Regions from separate parts of the Mus musculus genome. Here region 2 is linked to region 1. A link is a contact called in public promoter capture Hi-C data. All regions are on one chromosome and are shown on one strand. The core of a region is the stretch at or near the end of the contact, and the rest is flanking DNA. Distances in the headings are between cores, read along the strand shown.

Region 1 (4,845 bases), core at 1,305-3,804:
GCAGATAATATAAATTTAAAACTTCTGGTCCTCGCCCTTGAGTTGTTTATAGTTAAGAACAGACAAATTCAAGTGCCAGTGGTGGTGGCATATTTAATCCCAGCACTTGGGAGGCCGAGGCAGGCGCATCTCCATGAGTTCAAGGCCAGTCTGCTCAACAGAGTTAATTCCAGCACAGCCAAAACTACACGTGAGACCCTGTCTCAAAAACACAAGCTTCTTTAGGGTCTGGCTGGAGAATTGTAGTTCTCACCCTTCATAAAGGAAATGGTCCTTTGCAAAAGATTTAGATCATCACAGAAGACCACAACTGATCAAAACAAAGAGCTGTGGAGCCTGGTCCCAACTAATACCTGTAAGAAAGTCCCGCAGCCAAGGCTCCGTGATCATTAAAAAGACAGAGGGACAGGAGGTTTGCTAGATATGGTCTGTGTCTCCTAGATATGCCAGAGACTATACAGCCATAAAGTGTCACCAACATGGCTTCCTAAACGAGACCTGAACAAGGATAACACCAACTGACATGTTAATGTCTGGGAGGGAAAGCTTACAAGGCCTCAACCCTAAGCAAAAAAAAAAACTACAGGCAACTAAGAAATTCTGAGAGCAAGTGAAATAGTGAACATCAATTGATTATCCAATACCAAATGACCAGTCCTGGGGAAATACACATAATCAACATGATTATGAGAGAGCAGCTGTAGTTATGTATTTAGGAATATACACATCCACACATTCATGAAGCTGTTGGGATTAAATGAGGGCTCACTTGTCTGGTATTTATGAGGCCTTAGGCTGGATCCCCTACACAAGAATAAAAAAGTATTTCTCTATAAGACATGCAAAGTAACGTTCATCCTATCACACGCACTATATACATGTTTCATATTATTGGACAGATGCTGGATCACGGAAAACACACTATACCAACTAAAATATACTGTGCTATAACTCTGGGTTTTCTTTTGTAACAAATACTTATTTTTTTTTTAATTTTATGTGTGTGTTGAGTGCACATATGGAGTCAGATCCCCTGTAAGTGGAGTTATAGATGGTTCTGAGCTATCATGTAGGTGCCGAGAACTGAACCTAGGTCCTTTGGAAGAATATACGCTGCTTTTAATCACTGAGGCACCTCTCCAGCCCCCTATAGGTCCTTTTTAAGTGGACAGGTATTATTACGCTGTCATAGCTAGTGTGATGGCCTTTCCTAGATGTGACCCTCACTACAGATCAGTACATGCAACCTGGTGGTTCCAGACTCTAGAACCACTTCTAGAGGTCATCATATTGATGCTTGTGAATCTAGTGCCAATACCTGGTTATAAAGTGTGAATTAACCTCCTGGGCTCAAGTGATTCCCAGTCTTACCACCTTAGCAGCCAGAACTGCAGGTCTACGGCTACTCCTGCTTTAGGCTGGTTTTCTCCTGGGACAAGTAACCAAGTAGCAAAACTCTTTAAAAAGACTCTGCTCAGAAATCATCTTGCATAGCATGAAGCTACAACTAACTTTTTGCACACCAATGATGGGACTTCTTTCACCTGCTGCTTCTACTATACTCTGTACGGACTGTGTCAACCTTTATAGGCTTCACTGCAGGCATTCATTTAAATGCCTATTAAGAGTGAGTTCCTTGAAGTTGGGGACTATGTGTTGTCAGGATACACCCAGTCAGATGCCAGATACTATATGTGGAATGAGCATCTGTGAACCTCACAGCAACCCCACATTAGTGTTAAGCTCAAATGTGTACAAGAACACATTTGGAACCCAGGTGGCTAGAACCTAAAGTTCCTGTTCTCAATCTCTGGGTTAAGGAGGAAAAAAAAAAAAAAAGACGCAACCTAAGAAACAAGAATACTTATGAACCTAACCAATCATAAGGCTAGACTTAAAAGTTTCAACTTTACCGTCGTGACTCCCAATACCAAGTCGATGAGTCTCACCAGCCTCCAAGTTTTACAGGAGGCGTTTACAGAGTCCCAGTCATGCCTTCCTCACAGTTGCCGTCTTCTGTCCTAAATTGTAAGATCGGCTACTGCATTGTAATTGGTTTGCCAAACCTTTGCGCGCTGCCTAAAAGGGCCTTACTGTATCCCATTTAGTCCCTGCCTTGAGCCCAAATAAATGTGGGACGAATAAATAATGTGGAAACCATGTCAGCAAGGCACCAAGGGAGTCTAGTGCTCACTCGGTGTGACTTCGGGCAGAACTGTCCCTCCCTGAAACTCAGTTTTTCCATCTGTTGCACAAGGCTTGGACTCTCCAGTCCCCCAGTCGGGACGCATGGCTCTACGGCCAGGGCCGGCAGTGTCTCGCCCGGCGATTTCGGGAGCGCAGTCCCTGTCTGCCTACTCGGGTCCTGCTCGGCTAGCTGGCCTCCCTCACAGGAACCCGGCTTTCCAGCATCCGCGCGCCGCTCTCCCTGCTCAGCCAGCTCGTGCCCCGCCTGGCACCGCACTAGCCCCGGCTTTACCTCAGCTATCCGCACGCCGCAGCCTCTCCCAGCGCTCCCCACGCCGCCTCTGGCTGACAAGCCAAGAGCGCAGGCGCGCGGTGGCCGAGCGGTTCGATACGACGCGCCGACTCAGGAAGGAGGAACGAGTGCCGAGTAATAGATGGCAGAAGGCAAGGATGCTCTTGCGGAGCGTGCCGGAGACCAAGCGACCGACGAGCCGTGGCGTGGAGTTTCTGTATTGCTGCCTAGTGCTTGTTAAATGTCCCCTTCAATCTCTAACGTTTCGGAGTTGCCATTCTAAATCCCAGCCTCACGGCACTGTAAATTTGGCTTGTCAATACTTTTTGTTTTGTTTTGTGATTTTTTTTTTTCAAGACAGGGTTTCTCTGTGTAGCCCTGGCTGTCCTGGAACTCACTCTGTAAACCAGGCTAGCCTCGAACTCACAGAGAACCGCCAGCTGCAATCTCCCCTGCCTCTGCCCCCGGTAGACTGGGATTAAAGACCTGCACCAACACTCATAGAAGATTCAAGAATTTAAAAAAACAAAGCAAAACAAAACACCTACTAAATTCCCTTGCAAGCCAGCGGTTGGTTAGGCTTCTAGTGTGCAAGATGCCTGATTTGGCCTTTGTGTCAGCAAACTTTAGCCATTCAAACAATAAATTCATTTCTGATAGTGTGAGAACCGGACTTAGAGCGTTTCTCCCTGGGAGGTAAAGCCCCTAAAACATTCCCCCAAGCTTGTTTTCCCTGTTCTCTAAAAATACAGCTAGAAAGAAGCTCTTTGTTCTCTATAGCCAGCAAAAAGCCTTTTTGTTTCTATACCTTACAACCAGAGATGCGATAATTGTAATTTTACCAAGGATACCCGGCAGAGAAGAGCTGTTGAGTTATTGGGGTGCGGGCCAGCTCATCCCGGGACTTGAGCTGAGGCCCAGCTTTGGGGGTCTTACAATAGCACTTAATGGTTTGAAGAGAGTAAGTCGGGTTGAGCCTTGGGAAAGAGCCTTGCAAGCTGACTAGACAGCAAGTGCAAAGATCCTGCCCGTGGTGGTGAATGCCTATAATCCCAACACTTGGGAGGCAGAGGCAGGCCTATGTCTGTCAGTTCGAGGCCAGCCTGGTCTACAGAGTGATTTCCAGGACAGCAGGGCTACACAGAGAAACCCTGTCTCAAAAAACAAAAAAACAAAAAAACAGCAACAAACAAACAAATCCCAAAAGAAACCCCGGAGTTCAATAAAGAGTAGGAAGGGCACTGCAGCAGAAATAAAGTGAGAGGGGAAGTGGGTGAGTAAAGGCTACCAGAGGGAGCCAGATGGAGGAGACCAGAGAATTCAGACCCCACCGGCTTGTAGGCTATAGCAAGGAACATAAGTTTTTTCTGTGGAATGTATAATGAACATAACGTAAGAAAACAGAGACAGAAGCACTCTTTTTTAATAGCTTCTTAACTCAGATAGCACAGGAGGAAACAAGCCCCATGGTGTCTGCAGCCCAGGGCCTACAGTCCTGTCTTCATATTGGCATATAAAAGCTTTTAGTGTGGTTGTGCATGGTATTGCATGTCTGTGATCTCAAAGGCTGAGGGAGAAGGACTGTAAATCCTGAGCTAAATAAGGAGACCTGTCTCAAAAGTAGGAGTGGGGAGTGGGGACACCACAACGGTGACAACTTAAAGGGAGCATGAGTCTAAACTGGAATTTCACAGTCTGAGCCTAGGCCTGGGCCTGGACCTTTGATTGAGCCTTGGCCTTGACTCAAGCTATTTTGAATGATTGCTTATTTGATCAGAAATTATTGAGCAGATGAACATTATATGACAAGTTTTGTCTGTTGTTGTTGTTGTTGTTATTTATTACTATTACTATCATCCCTTTGAGATAGAGTCTCACAAGGCCCAGGCTGTCCTCAAACTTTATACCTGAGGCTGGCCTTGAGCCCCTGGTCCTCCTTTATCCACCTCTTGACTGGTGGGATTACAGGTGTATACTACCATAGCTGGCTTATGTAGCACTGGGTATCACACCCAGCGCCTGGAGCACACTAGACAAGTACTCTATCAACTTTACTATGTCTATAGCCAACAAGGTTTTGAAAGATCATGGAAGTTTCTAAGTCAAGAAGTCTCTGGAAACAAGGAAGGAGACCACATAAAAAGCAGTGATTGCCTGAAATACCCCAAATATCCAAGCTACCCTAAAATCCTGAATTTAGACAAATCTTAAAATTGTGAGAGAAAAAAATAAAAGTTGCTGTTCTTTTTTTTTTAAGAATTATTGATTTATTTTATGTATGTGAATACACTGTAGCTGTCTTCAGACACACCAGAAGAGGGCATCAGATCTCCACTATGGATGGTTGTGAACCACCATGTGGTTGC
Region 2 (4,845 bases), core at 1,417-3,916, 850 kb after region 1:
TGACACAGTCCTGCTTCAGCTGTCCAAGTTTGAGGCAAGTCTGGAACTACAGAGTGAGACCTCTTCTCGAAAGAAATAAAGCCAGGTTGGTGGCTCACACTTATGATCCCAGCACTCTGGAGACAGGATCAGGCAGGTTTCTGAGTTCAAGGCAAGTCAGGAGCTCCAGAACAGCCAGGTCAATATAGACCCCTCCTCCCCCCACCCCCAACCCCCCCCACACAGGATAAATAAATAAATAAATAAATAGGGGCTGGAAAGTTGGCTCAACCATTAAGAGCACTTGCTGCTCTTCCAGAGGACCCAGTTTGATTTCCAACACTTACAGGATTCCTGTCTGTAACTGTATTTCTAGGAGATCTCTTTTCTTCTAGCCTCTGGACAGGGTGCACAGAACAGACACACATGCACACAAAACATTCATACATGTTAAATACAATTTAAATTTAAAAATAAATAAAATGGGGCTGGAGAGATGGCTCAGCGGTTAAGAGCACTGACTGCTCTTCTGAAGGTCCTGAGTTCAAATCCCAGCAACCACATGGTGGCTCACAACCATCCGTAATGAGATCTGGCGCCTTCTTCTGGAGTGTCTGAAGACAGCTACAGTGTACTTAAAGCATATAATAAATAAATAAATCTTTAAAATAAATAAGTAAATAAATGAATAAATAAATAAAAAAATGGCCAGGCACAGTGACACACATGGGATTAAAGAATCCCAGCATTTGGGAGTCAGAGGCAGGCGATCTCTGTAGGTTTGAGCCAGCCTGTCGTACATAGCACCACGACAGCCAGAGGTACATAGTGAGACCCTGTCTTGAAAGAACAAAAATAAAAACAAATAAATAAACAAATAAAAATCCCCAGGGCCCACACAGCTAAGAAATGACAGAACCAGAATTTGGGGAGCAAGGACTTGTGAAGAACCTCTCAACCAGGAAGCTTGGAGTAGGAAAACAAAGAGGGAGCCCCAGAAAAGAAGGGTTACAGAACCTTGGGGTGATAGTGTCTCCTTTGTAGGCCCATAGTGCCACCTGCTGGCAGAATGACCAGGGCCATACTCTGGATTCCAGAATATGGAGAGGGGGAAAAGAAGAGTGGGGGGGGGGCGGGGGGGGGGGCTGGAGAAATGACATAGTGGTTGAGGCTGCAAAGGACCTTGGTTTGATTTCCAGCACCCACATGGTGGCTCACTGCCTCCTTAACTTTCAGTTCCAGGACTCCAGGGGATCTGATGGGCTGCTCTGAACTCCGTAAGAACCAGGCTCACACATCAGAGATATGCAGGCAAAAGGATGTAAAGAAGGAGGAGGAGGAGGAAGAGGAGGAAAAGGAGGAGGAGGAGGAGGAGGAAGAGGATGATGACGGTGACCTTGAAGTCTTGTGGGTTTTGTGAAAGGAAGAGGAAAAACAACCATTTCCTGTTCTGTGGTGAGAACAGAGGACCATGATCATATCCTTGAAAGTGTGTGTGTGTGTGTGTGTGTGTGCACCCATGTGCAAGTGTATGTGTGTGCATATGTATGAGCGTGCATATGTATGAGCATGTGTGTGTGTTCTCATAAGTGTATGCACATGAATGTACATTTGTTTGTGTGTGCATATGTGTGTGTGTGCGTGCACGCACGTGCTCACGAGTGTGTGCATATACTTATGTGTGTGTGAACACGCAAGAGACAGTGTGAGACATGTTCATTTACATTCAAGAGTACCACTCTGCTGGGCAGTGGTGGTGCATCCCTTTAATCCCAGCACTTGGGAGGCAGAGGCAGGCAGATTTTTGAGTTTGAGGTCAGCCTGGTCTACAGAGTGAGTTCCAGGACAACCAGGTCTACACAGAGAAACCCTGCCCTGTCTTGAAAAACCAAAAGAAAAAAGGAAAAAAAAAAAGAGTATCACTCTATGTTATATACGTGACTGAGTTTTTTTTTTTAAAGATTTATTTATTATTATATGTAAGTACACTGTAGCTGTCTTCAGACACACCAGAAGAGGGAGTCAGATCTTGTTACGGATGGTTGTGAGCCACCATGTGGTTGCTGGGATTTGAACTCTGGACTTTCGGAAGAGCAGTCGGGTGCTCTTACCCACTGAGCCATCTCACCAGCCCTTTTTTTTTTTAAGATTTATTTATTATTTATTATATGTAAGTACACTGTAGCTGTCTTCTGACACTCTAGAAGAGGGAGTCAGATCTCATTATGGATGGTTGTGAGCCACCATGTGGTTGCCGGAATTTGAACTCAGGACCTTCGGAAGAGCAGTCGGGTGCTCTTACCTGTTGAGCCATCTCACCAGCCCCCCGTGACTGAGTTTTGTGTGTAAACATATGGGTGGCAGCTCGAGCAGATGTGGGTGCCAGTAAACACACAGTTTCAAGGTAAGAATCATATCACACTATTGTGAGCGAGGCACCCAAAAGTTCTAGAAAGCTACTTGTCCAGCTCCTGACACTGCTGCCCCATACACCCCTTTTCAGGAGAGGCAGAGTCTATGGTGACATTTCCAGGTAGAGATTTAATTATTGCTTTCAGTGTTGGGAACTTATCTCCAGGCAGTAGGGGGCAGCAGGGGCAAAGAAGGCTAATCAGCCTTGGGTGGGGCCAGCGGGCGGGCCTGCGGCCAGGAGGTTTTAAAACACCTGCCCCACCTGTAGGTGAGTAGTGTTTTGCGAGGACTAGCCGCTCCTTCAGCGTTCTGCCAGCACACTGAGTGGCAGTTTCCTGGAGCTGTTCTGTTCCTTCTGGAGTGCAACAGATCCCGTTCAGAACCTATTGCCAAGAGCCCTGAAGCAGGTGATGGCATAGACCAGGGATTAATCTATGAATAGGTACCAGTCTAAAAACAGGTTTGGGGTGCTAGAAAAAGCCATTGGTGGGTACTGAAGAATCTGAGATTGGTTTAGAAAGAGGATTAGGAAAGACAGGTGTCAGGCAAGGGTGTTGAGTGGTCTGGAGTGTGAGATCAGGCTTGTAATACCTGCATGGGGATCTGGGGATATTAAGATCTGAGAACTAGTACAGGTGGGCATACGTGTCAACAAAAGGACTGGAAAAAGTTCTGAGATATTAGAGTCCAGATGCAGGGGAAATTTGGTGAGAAATAACAAGATGTTGGACTCAAAAAAACACAGCCAGCCCAGGGCAAGTGGGAGGTAAGGCCCTAATTTGTGCATGTCTGTTTCCCAGGACACACCATGCAGTGCTTCAAATTCATTAAGGTCATGATGTTCCTCTTCAATCTACTCATCTTTGTAAGTATGGTGGTTGTGGGTTTCCTGGGGTTCCTTACAAAAGCAGGTCACAGTCTGAACAGAGGCCAGGCTGGAGAATGGGAAACTAGGTACCCAGACTCTGCCCTGTAAATTTTCCTATATGAGAAGGAAGCAGAGGGTCTTCCCAAATGCTGATTCCTGATTCCACTAACAACCTGACTGCCACACAGAGGTTTGGGTGAAGATGCGGAAGGCTAGGGATGGAGAAGCTTGAGTCTCTCACCTCCCTTCTAGGAAGGATCATTCTGGGGCAGGGCTGGCTAGCAGGAATGATTGTCCCCCCTCCCCCATTTTAAAATAGGCATTCACGGTTCAGAGAGGAAAGGGGCTCTGCTTAAGTTTATAGTGTAAAAGGCAATTCAGTGACCACCGTGCGTTGAAAAAGCTGAGAGTCTTATCCATGCCTCTTAGTTGACTCAATAAGTACTCATTGACTGGGCTGGCATTTAAGGGTCTGAGATTGTTGTTCAGTGGTAGAGCATTTGCTTAGCATGCACGAGTCCACAAACAAAAAGGAAAATATTCATTGACTAAGACTCAGTGCTATGTGCTAGGGTAGAGCCAGGCCATTCACTGCCCTTGAGAATCTCAGGTTCAGTAAATCAGATAGGCTGATCATTGTCAAAGAGGCTGATAATTGCTATATATACTGACAATTGCAAAGTGGTACTTTTAGATTTACCGGCAAGGCTAAGTAAGGGAGGCCCTGAAGGGGTTTGAATACAGCCTAGTTGGAAAGTGCTTCCTGGAGGAAGTAGTTGAGGTTGGACATTTGCATTGGGTGGGGGAGCCCTAAAGGGCGTAGGAAGGCCCAGAGGTAATGAAATTTGATATTGTTTAGAAAACCTGGAACAGATTATATAGGGCTTGTTTGAGAAGCTAAGCCAAGAGGCCCAAACCCTGGAGATAGTGACAGAGATAAGAAAGGGACACAGTAAACAAAGGTGGCAGAGGAGCGGTAAAACAAAGACGTCTTAGAAATGGTTTGAGCAATGTAGGGGGAAAGAAGGGGTCATCCGCTACACTCATGTGTACCCAACGGAGGTGCATGGGCATATGAAAGTCTGGTGCCTGTGAGCAGCCAGTGAGGTCATAGGGGTGGGAGAGGACTCTGGCAACAGTAAGGGAAAGTCTGCCTTCCACCCCTGCTGTAGCCTTGCGAATATTATAGAACCCCTGGTCTCAAAGAAAGTCAGTTCTTGGAAACTGGAAGTAGAGATGAACAGAAAAATAGCCACAGTGATGGAGGCAAAGGACAGTAGGAAGGAAAGGCGGAAAAGGGGTGTTTAAAAACAGTGGTCAGGGGCCCATGTCACCAGAGAATAATGAGTGGGAGGGGAGAGAATAAAGACATGGCGTGTGTACCAGTTTAGAGAAACTGGGCAAAGGGTAAGTAGTCTCTTTGACTCCAATGTGGTCTGTACCTTGGGCTTTGGCTGCCAAGAACTAGGTTTCATTCAGATAACTGAAGGAAATGCTAGGATTTCAGTAATTGGGAGAGCCAGGGCTCTGGCCTGATAGGGTTAAATCCAGTTTGGTTTCTGTCCTCTGTTGCCTAGGTCTTGCCA

Evidence for each region. Promoter capture Hi-C pulls out the DNA fragments that hold promoters and counts their contacts.
Region 2: a promoter capture Hi-C map of cranial neural crest shows a contact between it and region 1. The contact joins the promoter of Tspan1 here to the promoter of Eif2b3 in region 1. A contact is called at or near these places in 3 of 39 promoter capture datasets (cranial neural crest, hippocampal neurons and liver).

Annotation. Positions count from the first base shown.
Region 1 is chr4:117,017,111-117,021,955 of GRCm38.p6, reverse strand. Eif2b3 (eukaryotic translation initiation factor 2B, subunit 3) reads right to left here and starts at 2,554. Exons shown (of 12, transcript NM_001111277.2): 1 at 2,480-2,554.
Region 2 is chr4:116,165,419-116,170,263 of GRCm38.p6, reverse strand. Tspan1 (tetraspanin 1) reads left to right here and starts at 2,666. Exons shown (of 8, transcript NM_133681.4): 1 at 2,666-2,798; 2 at 3,192-3,256. The coding sequence starts at 3,200.